Regions from separate parts of the Rattus norvegicus genome. Here region 2 is linked to region 1. A link is a contact called in public Hi-C data. All regions are on one chromosome and are shown on one strand. Each heading gives the region's core, a stretch centred on a gene start, on an enhancer-like site or on the middle of the called end of the contact. The rest is flanking DNA. Distances are from core to core; before and after follow the strand shown.

Region 1 (3,289 bases), core at 298-2,797:
ATGCTGGTCATTATTGTAGTTCACAAGATTCATGGCTGAGTAAAACTGTTGATGGCTGTTTCTCCCAGCAGCTTACAGGAGGTATCATGAAAGCTGGCCACCAAGAAGGAAGCTTCCTGGTTAATGACAACTTGATTTGTCTATGTTCTGTGACCAAAGTGTGTGGCATCTTTATCAATAGGGTCTTACTATCAAGTTACATTGGGCAGCCAAGAGCAATGGCAATAGACTATATTGCTTTAGGGGTTTTCTGGGATACCTTTGACAAGAAACTCAAAGGGAGTACTGGTACTCCCTGGTATTGCGCTTTTTACTTGGCAAACTACAGCTTCTGAAAGGAACATTATCTCCTATGTAAGGTAGCTTCATTTAAATTCTATCTATCTATCTATCTATCTATCTATCTATCTATCTATCTATCTATCTAAAGCTTATAAAATAGTAGTTTTCCATATGGCATTTTCAAACATCCTTGGTGTTAGCTATCTCTCTTCCCTAAGCCCCTTCTACCATATTCTCCCATTCTTTTCCCCACCTAAACCTTCCTCCCATTATTCCCATTCATATCATCTGTATTGTACTAGCTTTCTCCCTTAAGATCTTCCTCTCTCCTTCCCACCAATGGTCTCTTTCTAGTTTCTTAGATTATATAGATAATCCAAGTTAAACACAGACACCTATATCATCACCCCACAAAGCCCAGAGAGCATTGCAGAAGAAGGGATAAAAATATTCTAAGAACTAGAGGTTAGGGAGGACTGGAATAAAACAGTATTTTTCTGTATATAACAAGACTGGTGAAGTCATGAAGTTACAGGAACTGTGGTGACCTGCAAAAGATCAAGCTAATCAACATTCTAGCATGGAGGAGGGAGGGGCTTGGAGCCCTTACTTCTAACACAGGAGCTATTGACAGTTGATAGCTTCTGGGGAGAGGAGAGGTTAGTTTTCTTTTGTGGTGTGGCCCCTGATAGGTCTACAATACTCCAGTAGATGGCTACACACCCAAGAGTTTATGAGAAGCACAAATTGGATTTGGTGGGTTAGTTTCTATTTTAAAAAGACTACGTGAAGTTGGGAGGGAACGTGGAGATGGGGATGGATTTGGGGGAGTTGGAGTAAATATGAGCAAAATACATTGCAGGAGATTCTCAAATAAGTAATAAAAATTATCAATTAAAATGCATGGCCTCTCCTAGAAATTGAACTGTGAGTCTTCTACTAGATGATGAGAACTATACAGTTCCTTTTCTCTCTGGCTTTATACTTAGAAAAAAAGACACAGTCTCACTAAGTAGATTGTGCTGACCTTGAACCTGTGACAATCTTCCTGCCTGCTTCTGCCTCAAGGGCAGGGATTAAAGGCATGAGCCAACTGGTCCAGCCAAACAGCTTTATACTTTCCATTTATCCTCAAATACCACCCTTGAAATAAATTCTAATAGCAATGTTCAGCTTCAGTCTTTTATCCACCCTTCACATACTGTGTACATAAGACATTTGAGAATCCACAGTGCCCTTTTACATGACTCAATTTCTAGAGAATTTCTAGAGGAGACTTCTACAATACTTCTTATTAGTCATTTGTATTTGGCTCTGCACTGCTTTAGGAACTCAATTCTAGGAACTCAATTCTACCTCTCAAGTCCTGTTCTGGTGGCTAGATTTGACCGCTTCCAACACTGGGTCTCAGTTTCCTTATCTGTAATATTAGATGACTCAGCCGATTCCCTCAGAGTCCCCACCTTGATCTCAGGCTGCCATGATGACCCAAAGTGATTTTATGACTTCTGAGTGTCTGCTTAGATTTTTGATGAAATTAGTGTCATCTCTTCTGCCTGCTGTTTTGACTAATAAGCATTATATGGTGATTTTTAGTGTCTTGGGTAAATGGTTTCAACAACTTGGCCACACACAGAAACTTCTCCATGAGCTCCCAGGAAGCCATGCCTCTTTGTTATCACTGTCTAGACCATTTTTTGTCTTCTCACAACTCTTTCTCCTCAGCTTCCTCAGGTATATCTTTGTCCTTTCCCTTTCCTTCCCCCATACCACAGAAGAAAACTTCTGTCTGGAGTTCTTTTGCTGAAAGCCTTCTCAGGCTCCCTCTGCTGGGGTGGAACTTGTTGTCATAGTAACCTCCCATTAAATACTCTGAGGTCAGCACTGAAGCCAGCCAAATCCACTCACATGGGTGGCCACAGAAGGTCAGGACAAAGTATCTCTCTAAACCTGTCTATTTGTGAATAGGAAACAAAGTATTTTGTTGTTCTGATAGCGTGCCATAATGTTCCCTCTTTTTCTTATGAGCCACTCTAAGGAGTAAAAAGAGAACTACAGGCAATTTTGTTCAATTTGCTAATCTTTTCTAATATTTTTACAGATAGATCCATTTATCTTAGGCCATCTTTTGACTTTGAAAATATTATTGTCTCTTCTAAAACATGTTCTTTGAGTCCTTGAACTTGAGCCAAGGCAGAAAAAAGACAAGAAACCCAACCTTAGATGGCTAATAATATTGAAACAATAATCATGGATATTCTTTGATGACAATGAATAAATGCACAATAATCATGGATATTCTTTGATGACAATGAATAAATGCCCAGAGCAGGAATTTCTGCTCTGAGAGTGTATCTGTTTCCATGCACCTCCTCCTTATTGGAGTTTTCTAAGAGTCTAATGAAACTTGAAGAAAAACAGTAATGCTTTATGGAGAATTTAGAAAATTCTAGACTAAATTTGATTTTTAAAATCAAATTTTTACTCCAGAGAAGTCCAAGGCCAAGGAGAGAAACAGTAGATTAAGGACAGTGTGGTATCATGAAGATCACTATTGAACACCTGAGCTGGGCCAAATCTTTTCAAGTAGGGCCTACAATAAGCAAAAATAAGATGGCTCACAATGTGGGAATCCCAGGCTTTTGGGTCCAACCACGAACGATTAAGAGCAGCTTCCTCCTCCCCAAACTCTTCATGTGAGGTTTGGGAATAAAAGCTGTGTTGCCAACTGAGACAAAGAACAAAGTATACATACACACAAGAGACTGTCTGGGCTGTCAGGCTGTATTTGTGTCTGCCTGAGCTGCTCTGAAAAGATCCTCTTCTCCTGAATCACTCCCACCCCAGACAATAGCAGGATAGAGAGGCAGCACTCCCTCTCGGTGCTGAGCAACAGACTGCAGATGTGGGACTGGAAAGCTTCATCTCGGTTGCTACTAATAACTAGAGCAGCACTGCTCTTTCCTCTGCTTCCTCTGTTACTCGGTGATTATGAGGAAGAGTCTGG
Region 2 (3,289 bases), core at 372-2,871, 110 kb after region 1:
ACAAAGTAAACTGTAATCTGTCCTTTGCTTGCACTCATTATTTTGGTTATCTTTTCCTCATTGTTTATCATAGTCATTCCTTTATTACTGTCATTGTCACCACCACCACCACCACCCCCACCCCCACCCCCACCACCACCCCCACCACCATTCTTGTTACCAAATCATTTACGAAAACCTTACATTATCAGGAATCTTTATCCCCAAAGCCCCAGCTTGGATCTTCTTTTTTGAACAGGGATAGTTGAACAGAAATAGTTTTTGTTTGTTTGTTTTCTGTTTTTAGGTAGAAAAAGAGGGGCTCTATTGAAGTCTCTGTGACCGAAGTGTAGACTGATTAAAAGTATGTCTTGTATGAATTCCTTTTCAAGGCAGGGAGCACAGAGGACAGGCCATTGCAGGTAAAGGACTTTATTGTTGCCAGAAACCATGTTTCTTTCACGTTTGTTTTAGATGCATGACATGAAGACAACATTGCCAAGATTTGCTTGTGACCTTGAATTTCATTTATTTTATATATTTATTTCACAGTAACCGCTGTGGATGGATGAAAGCATGCATTTGATTAACAGTTCCCAGTCTTTTTAGGTTTTTTGGCTGCCACCATCTAGCCTGCACACTACTGCAATTGAAAACTCTGTCTCTTAAGAAATTATACCTTTCAGTTAACCAAGGGGAAAACTTTCCATTCTTCTGTGAATCATCATCTCTCCCATAGGGAACTTTAAAAACTCTGTGTTGGATTAACACAGTAGGGCGACAAGGAGGTAATCCGATTCATTTCACTTAATGTGCAATGCATTTTGCAAGCGACTTTCTGGAGGGGTTTGCACACTAGTAATTTGGGTTTCAATCATGATGTTCTGTAGAAGGTAGTTCTCAAAGCAGACCAAAACAGGATGTCAGAAAAACGGTATAAACAGCCGTCTGGCCACTCTGGCCCTGTGGGAATGCACCCATGCTGCGTCACCCTTCCCAGCTGTCTCTGTGAACACAGCGCCTGGGGCACTTTAAGGAGCAGCCCAGATTTCCCCTCGAAGAACCCTAAGACTTGACAGAGCTAGAATTCTATGAAACGACTTGCTCCAACACGAATCAACAGCATCCCCAATACTTTCCTCCCTCTGAGCTGGCTACCAGCACCCCCACTCTAAACTTGAGGACTCCCTGCCCCCACCAAGCTCATCGTCTCAATTCTAACCTCTGAGACACGTTTGAGAAAGTGCCTGAGGTGGAACGCACCAGGCGCGGTCCGGCCACCAGTGACTCCCAGCGGCCGCACAGGGCGCTGCGCCCCTCTCGCCCTGGCCTCCCCCGCCCGGCGTCCGCCCTGCCGCCCCCGCGCCGCCTCCTGAGCCAGGGCTGGAGGCGGATTCCTGTCCGGGTTTTCAGAGCGCCTTTCCGAAATCTCCTCCCCGCCCAGAAAGGGAGAGAGATCCCAGGCGCAATCGCTCCCCGGAGCGGCCGAGGGGCGCGCGGGGAGAGGCCTGCGCCGGGGTACTTTCAAACTGAGGCGCGCGCACACACTCACACCCACCCATCCACCCACCCACCTATACACACACGCGACACAGACACATACACACACGATCACACACACACGCACACACACTCACTCTCTCTCACACACACACACACATACACACACGCCCATTTATATAGGCGGCGGCAGTGGCCAGGGCGGCGGCAACGGGCTCAGAAGCGATGGAGCTGAGCCGACTGACCCCGGTTGGGAGCAAGTGAAGAGGACCCAAGCACAGCTCGAGATTTCTTTGCCCAGCGCTTGTCATCTTTCCTAGACAGCCGTGCTCCCGGAGGTCAGACTAAGCTGTGAAGAGGAGCAAGAGGAGGAGGCCAGGTGAGCAGAGGAGCCCTCAGCGTCTCTGGACTGCCCAGATCGATCCTTGCCGGACTCCTGCCCTCTCCTTGCTCAGGTGGGCGCGCCAGGTCCCTAGCTCACAAGGGACGCTCAGAGGAGAACGGAAAGTCGCGGCCCGGTTGCGCGGGATGCCTTTCGCCAAGCGGATCGTGGAGCCGCAGTGGCTTTGCCGGCAGCGGCGCCCGGCGCCCGGCCCAGATGAGGACACGAGTGGAGGCAGCGTTGAGCCGCCGCCGCCCCTGCAGCCGCCTGGCCGGCGGGAAGAGGCCGAGGCAACGGAGCCAGACGAGCCTCCTCGTGTACCTCCTGCGCCTCTCCCACTGCCACCACCTCCACCGCCGTCTATGCCGGCGCCAGCAGAGCAGGATCAGCAGCCACCCAGCGAAGCGCGCGAGGCCGGGGAGGAGAGCGTGGCGGGGGTCCCGGAGGCAGCATCGGCCACAGGCGAGGCGTCTGAGGCTGCAGCCGAGGCTGTGCTACTTATGCTAGACCTGTGCGCGGTCAGCAACGCTGCGCTGGCCAGGGTCCTCCGGCAGCTCTCAGACGTGGCCCGGCACGCGTGCAGCCTCTTCCAGGAGCTCGAGAGCGACATCCAGCTTACTCACCACCGCGTCTGGGCGCTGCAGGGCAAGCTCGGCAGCGTGCAGCGCGTCCTCAACACGTTGGACCCCAAGCAGGAGGCAGTGCGTGAGTACCAGCGCCGTCCATCCTCTAGGGTGCTAGGCTCCAGCGCCGCACCCTCTTACTGTCCCCACTCGCCACAATCCCAGCCCCGAGGCGCCACGCCTGCTGCAACTTGCACCTTACTCTTGCCTTCCCTCTCTTCTTCCACCTTGAGATCCACCCTAGTCATCCCGGATTGAGTAGCTGGGGTGGCCCCTGACCAATGGAGGGATGCAGGTGTGGAGGGCAGAAAGTTAAAAGGACAGCTTCTGAACTCATAGACATCCCTGGCATTGAGAACAGGAAGGTAGAGAACATTTAGGAGGGCAGACAGGAGGCAGAGAAGGTCTGTCATTTACCACTGGGACAAACATGCCTTTCATGTCCTTGGGAAGGAGGGGGTACAACTCCTGTAGCTTCCAGGAGCCCACCACCAGGTTTTACCTTTGGGGGCTTCAAAGTAGTGGGTGTCCTTTTAAGATGTCCATGGGAGACAAGGTGTTTTGTCACACTTGCTGTGGCCTCGGGTGCCCGGGACTCGTGCCTTTGGAAGGTGTGTGACCTAGTCCAGCATCATTGGCTGGCTGCCTAGAATGAACTCCACTGTGCTCTACTGAGAACCCTGGGAGCAGGGAAGGCCTTGGTGAAGGATTGGAAGGAAGGAATGCCTGGGCCTTGGGGAGATAAACAGGATCCTTGAGTGTCTTTTCTGCCCCGGGTTAGTTACCTAGGGCTCTTAACGTATGC

What was found. Hi-C and Micro-C count contacts between places; a contact is called where the count stands out from the background.
Region 2: a Hi-C map of the A7r5 cell line shows a contact between it and region 1, with 4 times the contacts expected there. The contact joins the promoter of Nhs here to the enhancer-like site in region 1. A contact is called at or near these places in 5 of 12 Hi-C or Micro-C datasets (the A7r5 cell line, the Rat2 cell line, Schwann cells and 2 more).

What each region holds. Positions count from the first base shown.
Region 1 is chrX:36,071,509-36,074,797 of GRCr8, forward strand. No RefSeq gene overlaps it. Among named protein-coding and RNA genes, the nearest start is that of RGD1560203, 38 kb to the left of the region's middle. Within about 2 kb of position 1,548, at least 3 of the 93 cell types and tissues checked have an H3K27ac peak or open chromatin away from gene starts, as enhancers often do. A contact at or near this core is called in the A7r5 cell line, where this site is marked.
Region 2 is chrX:36,183,446-36,186,734 of GRCr8, forward strand. It overlaps Nhs (NHS actin remodeling regulator), which reads left to right and starts at 1,622. Exons shown (of 9, transcript NM_001414726.1): 1 at 1,622-2,566. The coding sequence starts at 2,008.